2 separate regions of the Arabidopsis thaliana genome follow, and region 2 is linked to region 1. Evidence: chromatin contacts called from public ChIA-PET data. All regions are on one chromosome and are shown on one strand. Each heading gives the region's core, a stretch centred on a gene start, on an enhancer-like site or on the middle of the called end of the contact. The rest is flanking DNA. Distances are from core to core; before and after follow the strand shown. Region 1 holds the start of AT5G44320 (Eukaryotic translation initiation factor 3 subunit 7 (eIF-3)). Region 2 holds the start of AT5G44410 (FAD-binding Berberine family protein).

Region 1 (4,525 bases), core at 853-3,352:
TGAGAAAAAGCATATTCTCGATCAGAAAAGAGTCTCACGAATAATCAAAGATGCTACTGTTCTCTAATGCCGGAATATCAATGACCAAGCACCTACCACAGTGATGACCTTTTAAGTTCAAAGAGTTAATTCAAAAACAACCAAGAAAGCATGAACCAACATTTTGGAACATAAATAGTCTATGAAAAAGTGAACAAGCTTTCGAACATTTTTTAAAAGTAACTCAAAACAACACGACTTGAAATATACCCATATCATCAAAATCAGGCTTCAACTTCGGATTTCTTATCCTCTACAGCTACATTAGTAGAGGAAACCCCATTAGTCTCTGCTCCTGCATCAGTGTTCTCCTCAGGTGGCTGAACCTGTTCATCTTCAGGGAGTGGCTCCTCCACATAATCATTGTCAAATGCATCAGCCGGAACTTCGTAAATCCTAACTTGAGGCTTCGATGGATCCTTCACTAGAACATACTTTCCTTCACTTAACTTCATACACAGATCAACAATCGACTTCACAATTCCCCACATATTGTTAGTGTTCAGATTGATCTGCCCAGCGAAATCTTTCGGCTTATACCCCAAAACCGATAATATAACATGGTTAAAATGATCACGAGGATGAACCCTCGAAACAAACCCAATCTTCATCATATCCGCATTAGCCAAGAGAGCCTGCGCAGTCCATTTAGCTAACTTATTACCATTGTTCTTCAACTCATTAGCTAAAACCGCACCTCTCTGAGTCTCAAGCTTCTGTCTCCAATCAACACCAGAGTACTTAGGATCAAACTCGTTAAGAGCATTCAAAGTTAAAAACGATCTCTGGTTATTCAAATCAACAGTGCTCTGTAACTCACACCTAGCAACTAGATACATACTATCATCAAGCTTCCATCTCCTATACCTATAAGCAATAGAAGCATTCTCTTCACCTTCATTAACATTAGGAATTGGCTCATCAAAAGTTTCCCTTTTCCCATTCTTAACCAAAACCTGCTGAGCAAAATTCTGATTAATATAAGCAGCCTCCAGACCTAGAGAATGAGCAGAGTTAATATCATCTTTACCCTCAGGCAAAGGCTCTTGAGAAGTCTCATGAACAGATAACAAATCAAGCGGTGACCCATCTCTCTTATCAAAGAAAAGCTTATTCCCAACACGTTGAATCACAAGATCCCATGAATAAACCGATCTAGGAGCACACATAAGAGCAGCTAGAATAGCATCAGTAGCAAAAACAGTAGCTTTATCTTCTTTAGCAAGACGTCTGATCACAAGATCATCACTTGTAGTAACCTTAAAGCTTCTGTTCTTGAAACGCTCAAGTCTACGATCAGCTTTAGGAGTAATACGATCAAAACTCCGATCATAAGACTCAAGTCCACCACAAAGAAGAAGATCTTCAGGTTCAGAAACTGTAAACGAAAGCTTAGAGAAAGTCGAAAACGGAATCTGCTCAAGCATATTCCATTCCGGTTGAATATCAACTGATGATTTAAACGCGGCGGCTTCACGGCGTTGCTGATGAATATTGTTACGATTGTTATTGTAGAGACGATCACGACGAGCTCGATCTTTCTCAGCTTCACGTTTCTTAGCTTCAACTTCTTCATCACGACGTTGAGGAAGCTGATTTCGGTTATGGTATTGATTGAATCTCCATTTAGGTCCGAATTTAGGACGCGGCGGTGGTTTTCCGTCGACTAATCGGAAAGCGGCGTCTTCGTCGGCGTTTCCACCTGAGTTTGTTAGACCAAATCCTTCATCTACTGCAAAAGCTGAGAAATCGAAGATCGCTGATGGATCTGATTTGGATCCGGTGTGAGGACGAGCTGATGGATTTGAGAGAGCTCGAGTCCAATCAGCAACGCGTCCGAGTTTTTCGGATCGTGAGAAGGAAGCGAAGGGGACGTTTGGGAGGAGATTCGCCGCCGCGACGCTGGTGGAGGAAGTGTCGGAAGCATCTGGTGGTCCCCAACCATCGGAATTGAATGGGACTGTGCCGACTTCGAATGCTTCAAACACCATTGTTGAGATTTGCGAAGAAGATGTGCGCAAGTGAAAAATTTGTATTTTATTTTGTCAACAATGAAAACCCTAGCCCTTAATGGGCCTCAATGGGCTTTTCTCTTGTCATAAGAAACTCTAGCCCTTTTAAGCCCATTATTATCTCACTCAGTCAAAAGGACGTCGGTTTAAGCTAACCAATGCTTTTGGTTTGGGCTATATTCTCTCAATCGAAATTTTGGGTTATATTCAACCGTACATTTATTAAGGAATTAAGAAACCGGCTTAGAACCGGTTCATGATCTGTTAACCAATAACTGAACGTTGCACTTCAATTCAAAAGTTTACGAATTTGTACTCGTCGCAAAACTTATTTTATTTAGATCCTTGTTTTTATATCCATGTCTCACTTCTTTCCCCTAAGTTTTTCATTGGTTACTTAAGGTCCAACTATATAAAGACTTTTTTACTCTCTTCTCTTCTTCAGAGAAAATTCAAAAAGAATCTCCAATTTTCTCGGGAAAATTTCTCCATTAGTCTCTTCTCTTTTCCGGCTTGGAATCGCTTTGCTTCTTAATCTTTAACAAACACGTTCCATAGAACCCCAAAAATTTGATCATCGGAAACATTTTCTCGGGGAAGTAAAGAAGATTTTCCCGAGAAAAGAAGATTCTCACTATGCGGCGTCGTGAGAGCCGTGGTGCTAAGGGAGGAGGTTTCTTGACTCCACCACCGTCATGGCACACGACGAGAAGAGTTTACATTGCGATGCCGATTTCGGAGAGGAAAAGATCACCTTTGATCGAGAATCAAGAATCGTTTAGGGTTCGTACTGGTGATTCTCCTTACGTCAGAGCCAAACATGCTCAGGTAATATCAATATAGGGTTTTTAGTGAATTGTATTGGTTTATGTGTATGAACGTTTGTTCTTGACATGGAATTGTTTTCAATAACAGTTGGTTTCTAAAGACCCGAATCGAGCTATCTCGTTGTTTTGGGCGGCGATTAATGCTGGAGATAGAGTTGATAGTGCATTGAAGGACATGGTAGTTGTTTTAAAACAGTTGAACCGATTCGATGAAGGAATCGAAGCTATCAAGTCTTTTCGATATCTCTGCCCTTTTGAATCTCAAGATTCTATTGATAACTTGTTACTTGAACTCTACATGGTAAAACTTTCTCAGTATGACTAATTGTGAAGCTATTTCTATGCTCAGTATGTGATTTTGATGGATTTTGGTTTTGCAGAAGTCTGGGAGGATTACAGAGGTCGCTGAGCTGCTTGAACACAAACTGAGAACACTTGAACAAGACAAACATTATGGTGGCAGGATCAAAATAGCGAAAAGAAGCCATGAGGAGCAGAATAACAAGACAATCGAGCAAGAGAAAGCACGGCAAGACAATCTCCCATCTCCGCTTTATACCTGAAAGAGTAGTTTCTCTGACTTTCTTGGTGTTTGGATATGTAGGATTCTAGGGAACTTAGCTTGGGTTCACTTACAGCTTCATAACTATGGAATTGCAGAGCAGTATTACAGGTTTGTGAAACACCATCAATCCCATTAAGAATGTTAGTTTTATCATTGCCTTAACAAGTGAAATGGGTTTTACTGTGATAGGAATGCTTTGTCTTTGGAACCTGACAATAACAAGTTGTGCAATCTTGCAATCTGTTTGATACGTATGGAAAGAACCCATGAAGCTAAATCTCTGCTTGAGGATGTAAAACAGTCTCTAGGGAATCAATGGAAGAATGAACCGTTTTGCAAGTCTTTTGAACGGGCTACTGAGATGTTAGCAGAAAGAGAACAAGCAACAGTAGCGGATAAACCAGAAGATTTGCTGACAAGTAGCTTTTCAGATAACTTCTCTTCGAGATGTTCAGGTGGGATGAAAGGAAAGAAGGCTCTAGCTGGAACTAGCACTGAACTGGGTAATATTCACAAGACAAACTCGCATGCTTCCTCTGAATCGGTTGAACAAAACTCACCAGGTCTGACTACACAACCCCGGGAATGTAAATGGGTAGATGAGGAAGTAGATCAGAGTAAATGGGATGCGACAATTGGTGCTTCTCGAAAGCTCAGGTTCTGGACAGTTGGTCCTGTTCGTAGTCTAAGATTCGGTAATGATTATCAGAAGAACTTGAAGAGTGTAGGAACAGCAGCCTCGACTACTAATGACGAACTGCATCAATTCATCAGTAGTGATGCAGATTGCATGACAAGCAAAGCAAGGAAGCTGTGTCCAGAATTGATCAAAGATAAGGAAGATAACGAAAAAGAAAGTGAAAGAATTGCTTCAGAATCTTCTTCAGCTTACGCTAAGATCACAGACATTGGTCAAAGAAAGGTTCTTCACATTGATCAAAGAAAGGTTCGTCACATTGGTCAAAGAAGTGTTTAGGCTAGACATTGCTACACTAATTGATGTATAGATTGAACAAATGCAGAAATGAATTTTTGGACCAGTGTTATAGAGTTGCTTGAAACTGAAATTTATTTTTCGTGTA
Region 2 (4,525 bases), core at 728-3,227, 36 kb after region 1:
TATCTAATTTGAATATTCAGAACAAACCGGTGTACAAAACATTCCGGTTTGCTTTTGGTTCGGTTAGTTTTATTCGACTCTAAATTTACCAACCCAAGGAAAAATTCAAAGAGATGAAGGCCCGTTACATGTGCAAGGGAAACAAATTTGACTATTTCAAATATCATTAACATATTTCATAATTGGTATACTTTGTTCATCACAGAAGAAATCCATTGGATCAACATTTGTTTTAACTCTCACCAATCTATCGAAATTGTTCTTGAAATACTTCACTCCCCAAACCTTTGCTTCCTCGTACTTTGTCTTCATATTCAACCCAAGATACATTCCCAAATCAATGTCTCTAAAATTAACATAAGCTCTTCGTGGAGATTTTGAAACATAAGGAGTCATAAATTCGTATACACTCTCGACCCATCTCAAATACTTTTCAGTATTAGTCTTGTTCTTATCTTCTTCTTCACTCCAATAAGCTAAATATTGAATCTCATAAAGATTACCTTCTCTATGTGGGAATGGTATTTCGTTATCCGCAATTTCACTCATTTTGCCACCAAATGGAGTGAGTATGATCTTTGCAAGCCGAGCCTCGGGCGCCTCGAATCGTCTCCAAAGATACTGAATCGCGGTTTTAGGTATCGGTTCTTCGATGAAATCATCTTTTCCCTTGAAAGATCTTGACGTTCGTTTCCGTTTCGCAAGAATTTCCATTGATTCTCCTTTTATAAACCAGAGAACAGACTCAATCCAACTCATTTCTCTACAATTTCCAATCTCAAGACCTAATTCCGGAAACTTATCTTTCATCAATGCTAATAGATCGCTTACCGGACCGAGATAAAGTCCCGGGAACGAAGCATAAACCTCGGTTTCCTTCTGTAGCATAGCTCTGATGAAAAGATCATTAGGAACCTTATCCGCAATATACTGCCACTTGTTGATGATCGAGACAGCCTCTTTTTCCGATGTTTTCACGACTTTAAAGACCGTTACTACCGACGGAACATCAAGCAATCTAATCTTCCATGACAGGACAACAGAGAAGCTTGATCCTCCGCCTCCACGGATAGCCCAAAAGAAATCTTCACCCATGCCTTGTCGGTCAAGAAAGCTTCCATTCGCGTCAACAATATGTGCATCAATTACATTGTCCGCCGATAAACCGTATTTTCTCATCAACGTACCGTACCCACCACCTCCGAATTGCCCTCCGATGCCAACGGTTGGATAAAGACCGGCCGGAAAGGCCAAAGATTTGCTTAATTTTCCAATCTCATAGTACAATTCCCCAATTGTAGCTCCGGATTGAACCCAACCGGTCCGGTTATCAACATCTAATGTAATAGACCGGAGATTTCTCAAATCAATGACAACGAACGGTCTGCTTTTAGCCATGTAAGATAAACCTTCGTAGTCATGACCACCACTCCTAGTCCTGATGTGTATACCGTGAAGCCGTGCGCATTTAATCGTAGATTGAACATCGGTGGCTTGAACCGGAGTGATGATTGAAACCGGTTTAGGTGTTTCGAGAACAAAGAATCTTGGATTTTGTATGGAAGAATTCAAGATTGAGAAATACGAAGGATCTTTTGATGTGTGTATGATTCTTGAGTCGTCCTCGTTGATTCGGTGAGAGAGACACTTGAGGAAGTTTTCATGGTTAGTCCTTTGAGCTGAAATCGAAGGAAAATGTGAAAGAGAAAGATTCAACAAAAGAAAATATATAAAGAGAGAAAGCAAAAATCTCAAAATCTCCATTTTCTTAATGCAGAGACGGTGAGAAGACAATAAAGCATGGGTCTATAGAACTTTTATTTTATTTTTGTTTATATCAAGTGGGTATGTGTTAGATACTTTTTATGTTGTGTCTGTTTCTTATGTTGTGTTGTGTCTGTTTCTTATGTTTTGATGTATGATCGATCCTATCTGATTCAGTTATGTGGCTCATATTCAGCTGAAATGTTATCATAAGGTTACGTCACTTTATATGATTACATGTTTTATAATATGAGTATATGATTAGTAGCCTATAGTTTTGTTCTTAAAAAGAGAGTTATTGGTAGATTGATTCTAAAGATTATAAAAATCTTAGACTCCACTCTTATCGTTTAATGGATATGATTATAGTATATTTTAGTAGTAAATGTCTGTGTCATTTGATGATTTTATAATTTCATTCAAAAAGCTTATATGAAAATCTGTAGTGCTTTTTTATTTTATTTTGGACCAAAATCTGTAGTGCTATTAGGATATATATATACGATTGAAAATATGTTTTTAGTAAAGTGGCAAAGTAAAATTAGTTTCGTCTTACGCCTTAATAATTCATCTTGAAAGAAAATAGTAATGCATATTCACAACACTACATAATCAACCATAAATCTATTCATGACAACATCTTTGGTAGTGTTGACTTGGTTATGGGCGTTATGGTTATGGGCCGATCTTGACTGGAAGCTCACCTCTTATGCCACTATTGGAGAATAAATAATCACTCGTGCCATTCTTATGTTTGGAATATTATTATTGATTTTTATTTAAATCGAAAAATGAGGAAAGGACGAAAAACCCTTGCGAAACCACAAAAACTACAAGAAAACTTAATTTGTTGGGCTCGGGCCCAAAAAAAAATGTAAATACTCGGCTCAGTTGTATTATTTACAGAAAAAACCTAAGTAAAAACCTAAGTTCCCCCTTTTCACTTCTCGACTTCTTCCTCTTCTCTCCGTCGTCGTCTTCTTTCGTCTCCGACGATACCACTTTCACCGGAAAAATCAATCTCTTCTATTCTTCTTTCTTCTCCGTTTTCGTTCGTCTTTGTCTCTTTCATATCCGCAAATTTATTTTCCAATGGCTAGAGTAAAAGACTCATCTGGAGAATATGAATCAACTAGGGTTGAATCGACCGGCGAAATTCCTCCATCAGTCGACGAGACCGCCGCCGAGATTCCCCAAAGAGATGAAGAAGGCGCAGAGCTTCTTACAACAGAAGAGGAAGCCGGAGAAATCCAGCCTACAACCGGCGATTGTGACGCCGCCGATTTGGGTAATTCAAACGCCGTCGCATGGGAATCAATTGACGATCTTTCAAACCCAAATGCCGATTCTTGTGCAGAAGAAGAAGAGGCAACGAATGCAGTTGTTCAACATGATGATGGAGCAAATAAGGTATGATAGAAGACCGTTATTTTTTTGATTAGGCTCGTTTTAGGATATTATGCATGCATTGGTAAATGATTGGATTTGTGAATGGTGCTTCAGATAAAACAAGTAGTACAACTAGGTCGTAAATTTGTGAATGGTCATTCAGGAACAAGTAGTACAACTAGGTAGTTAATGTGAAATTGAAAGTATTTTGAATTGAATATGCAGGATGATGGTGATGATGATAACCTGCCGCAGAATATGCAGGATGGTGATGATGATCTTCAGCCGCAGAATATGCAGGATGATGATGATGATGATGATGATAATCAACCATTGCCGCCAGAAGTTATGTACTTTGATCCAACTACCTACACGAAGGTGTGTAAGATAGGAACGAGGTGTCAGTTGGTACAAACAGTGGAATTTATAGAGACTTTGGATGCAGAACTGAAGTGGTTTAGGAATCATGACCAATTTAAGCACATATTCCACATGCCTAAGGAGCCCAATCACATGATTCAAGGCATGTGGATGCTTATGGTTCGCACGGCTAAGACAGAATTGGCGAGAGAGTGTTGGTTTGTTGTCAATGGAGTACCTATAAGGTACTCAATTAGAGAGCATGCATTGTTGACCGGTTTGAACTGCCGTGAGTACCCAAAAAACTATAAGACTTTAGGCAGTTTGAAGTTTGTGGAGAAGTTGTTTAAGAGGACTGAGGACATCAAGATTAAAGACGTGGAAGAGAAGCTGGAAGAGTTTAAGAGTGAGAAGTCTACTGCTAGGTTGAAGTTGGCAATTCTGTTATTCTTAGCTAAGGTTATGAAAGCTGATTCTAAAGGGGATTCGAAGATAGAGGAGTTTTTGCTTAGGATTGTGGATAATGTCAGAGCTTGTGAGACATTCCCGTGGGGACGTTTTTCCTTTGAGCAGTGTATGGAAGGGGTGCAGAGAGTAATGAAGAACATGAAAGGTGTGGTGAAACAAAAGGCACAGACTGCTTTTTATGGATTTATTACTCCACTTGAGGTAAGTAGTCGAGTAAATTATATGAGTGGCTAGATTTTGTTATTGTGAACTTTCATTTACTTTTATGTTTTTGTGTCTAGATTCTGGCATTTGAGTGCATTCCGCAGCTTGGGAAGAGATTTAGAGAAGTTGTACGTGCAGACAAGGAATGTCCAAGAATGTGCAAGCACAAGTTCAGTGAAAGTTGCATGAAGGGATTTACTTTGGAAGAAATAAATGAAGCACTTGGAGATATAACGGTTAGCTTTGTTCTCTTGAAATCTATGTTTATAATCTTTGTGGTGTTTGAAATATATGTTTACTTGACATGATATTTCAAGCATCTTGGAACCTGATATGGATG

What was found. ChIA-PET counts read pairs in DNA pulled down with a chosen protein or histone mark.
Region 2: a contact with region 1 is called in an H3K4me3 ChIA-PET map of shoot, with 11 read pairs. The contact joins the promoter of AT5G44410 here to the promoter of AT5G44320 in region 1. A contact is called at or near these places in 1 of 26 Hi-C or Micro-C datasets (root) and 1 of 2 datasets of contacts at active chromatin or transcription factors (shoot).

Annotation. Positions count from the first base shown.
Region 1 is chr5:17,854,638-17,859,162 of TAIR10.1, forward strand. It overlaps AT5G44320 (Eukaryotic translation initiation factor 3 subunit 7 (eIF-3)), which reads right to left and starts at 2,103. Exons shown (of 1, transcript NM_123799.3): 1 at 1-2,103. The coding sequence starts at 2,030. The coding sequence ends at 264. AT5G44330 (Tetratricopeptide repeat (TPR)-like superfamily protein) reads left to right here and starts at 2,688. Exons shown (of 5, transcript NM_123800.1): 1 at 2,688-2,879; 2 at 2,967-3,179; 3 at 3,259-3,407; 4 at 3,483-3,551; 5 at 3,633-4,419. The coding sequence starts at 2,688. The coding sequence ends at 4,419. It overlaps TUB4 (tubulin beta chain 4), which reads right to left. Exons shown (of 3, transcript NM_123801.2): 3 at 4,499-4,525.
Region 2 is chr5:17,891,090-17,895,614 of TAIR10.1, forward strand. AT5G44410 (FAD-binding Berberine family protein) reads right to left here and starts at 1,978. Exons shown (of 1, transcript NM_123808.4): 1 at 43-1,978. The coding sequence starts at 1,764. The coding sequence ends at 157. It also overlaps the pseudogene AT5G44415.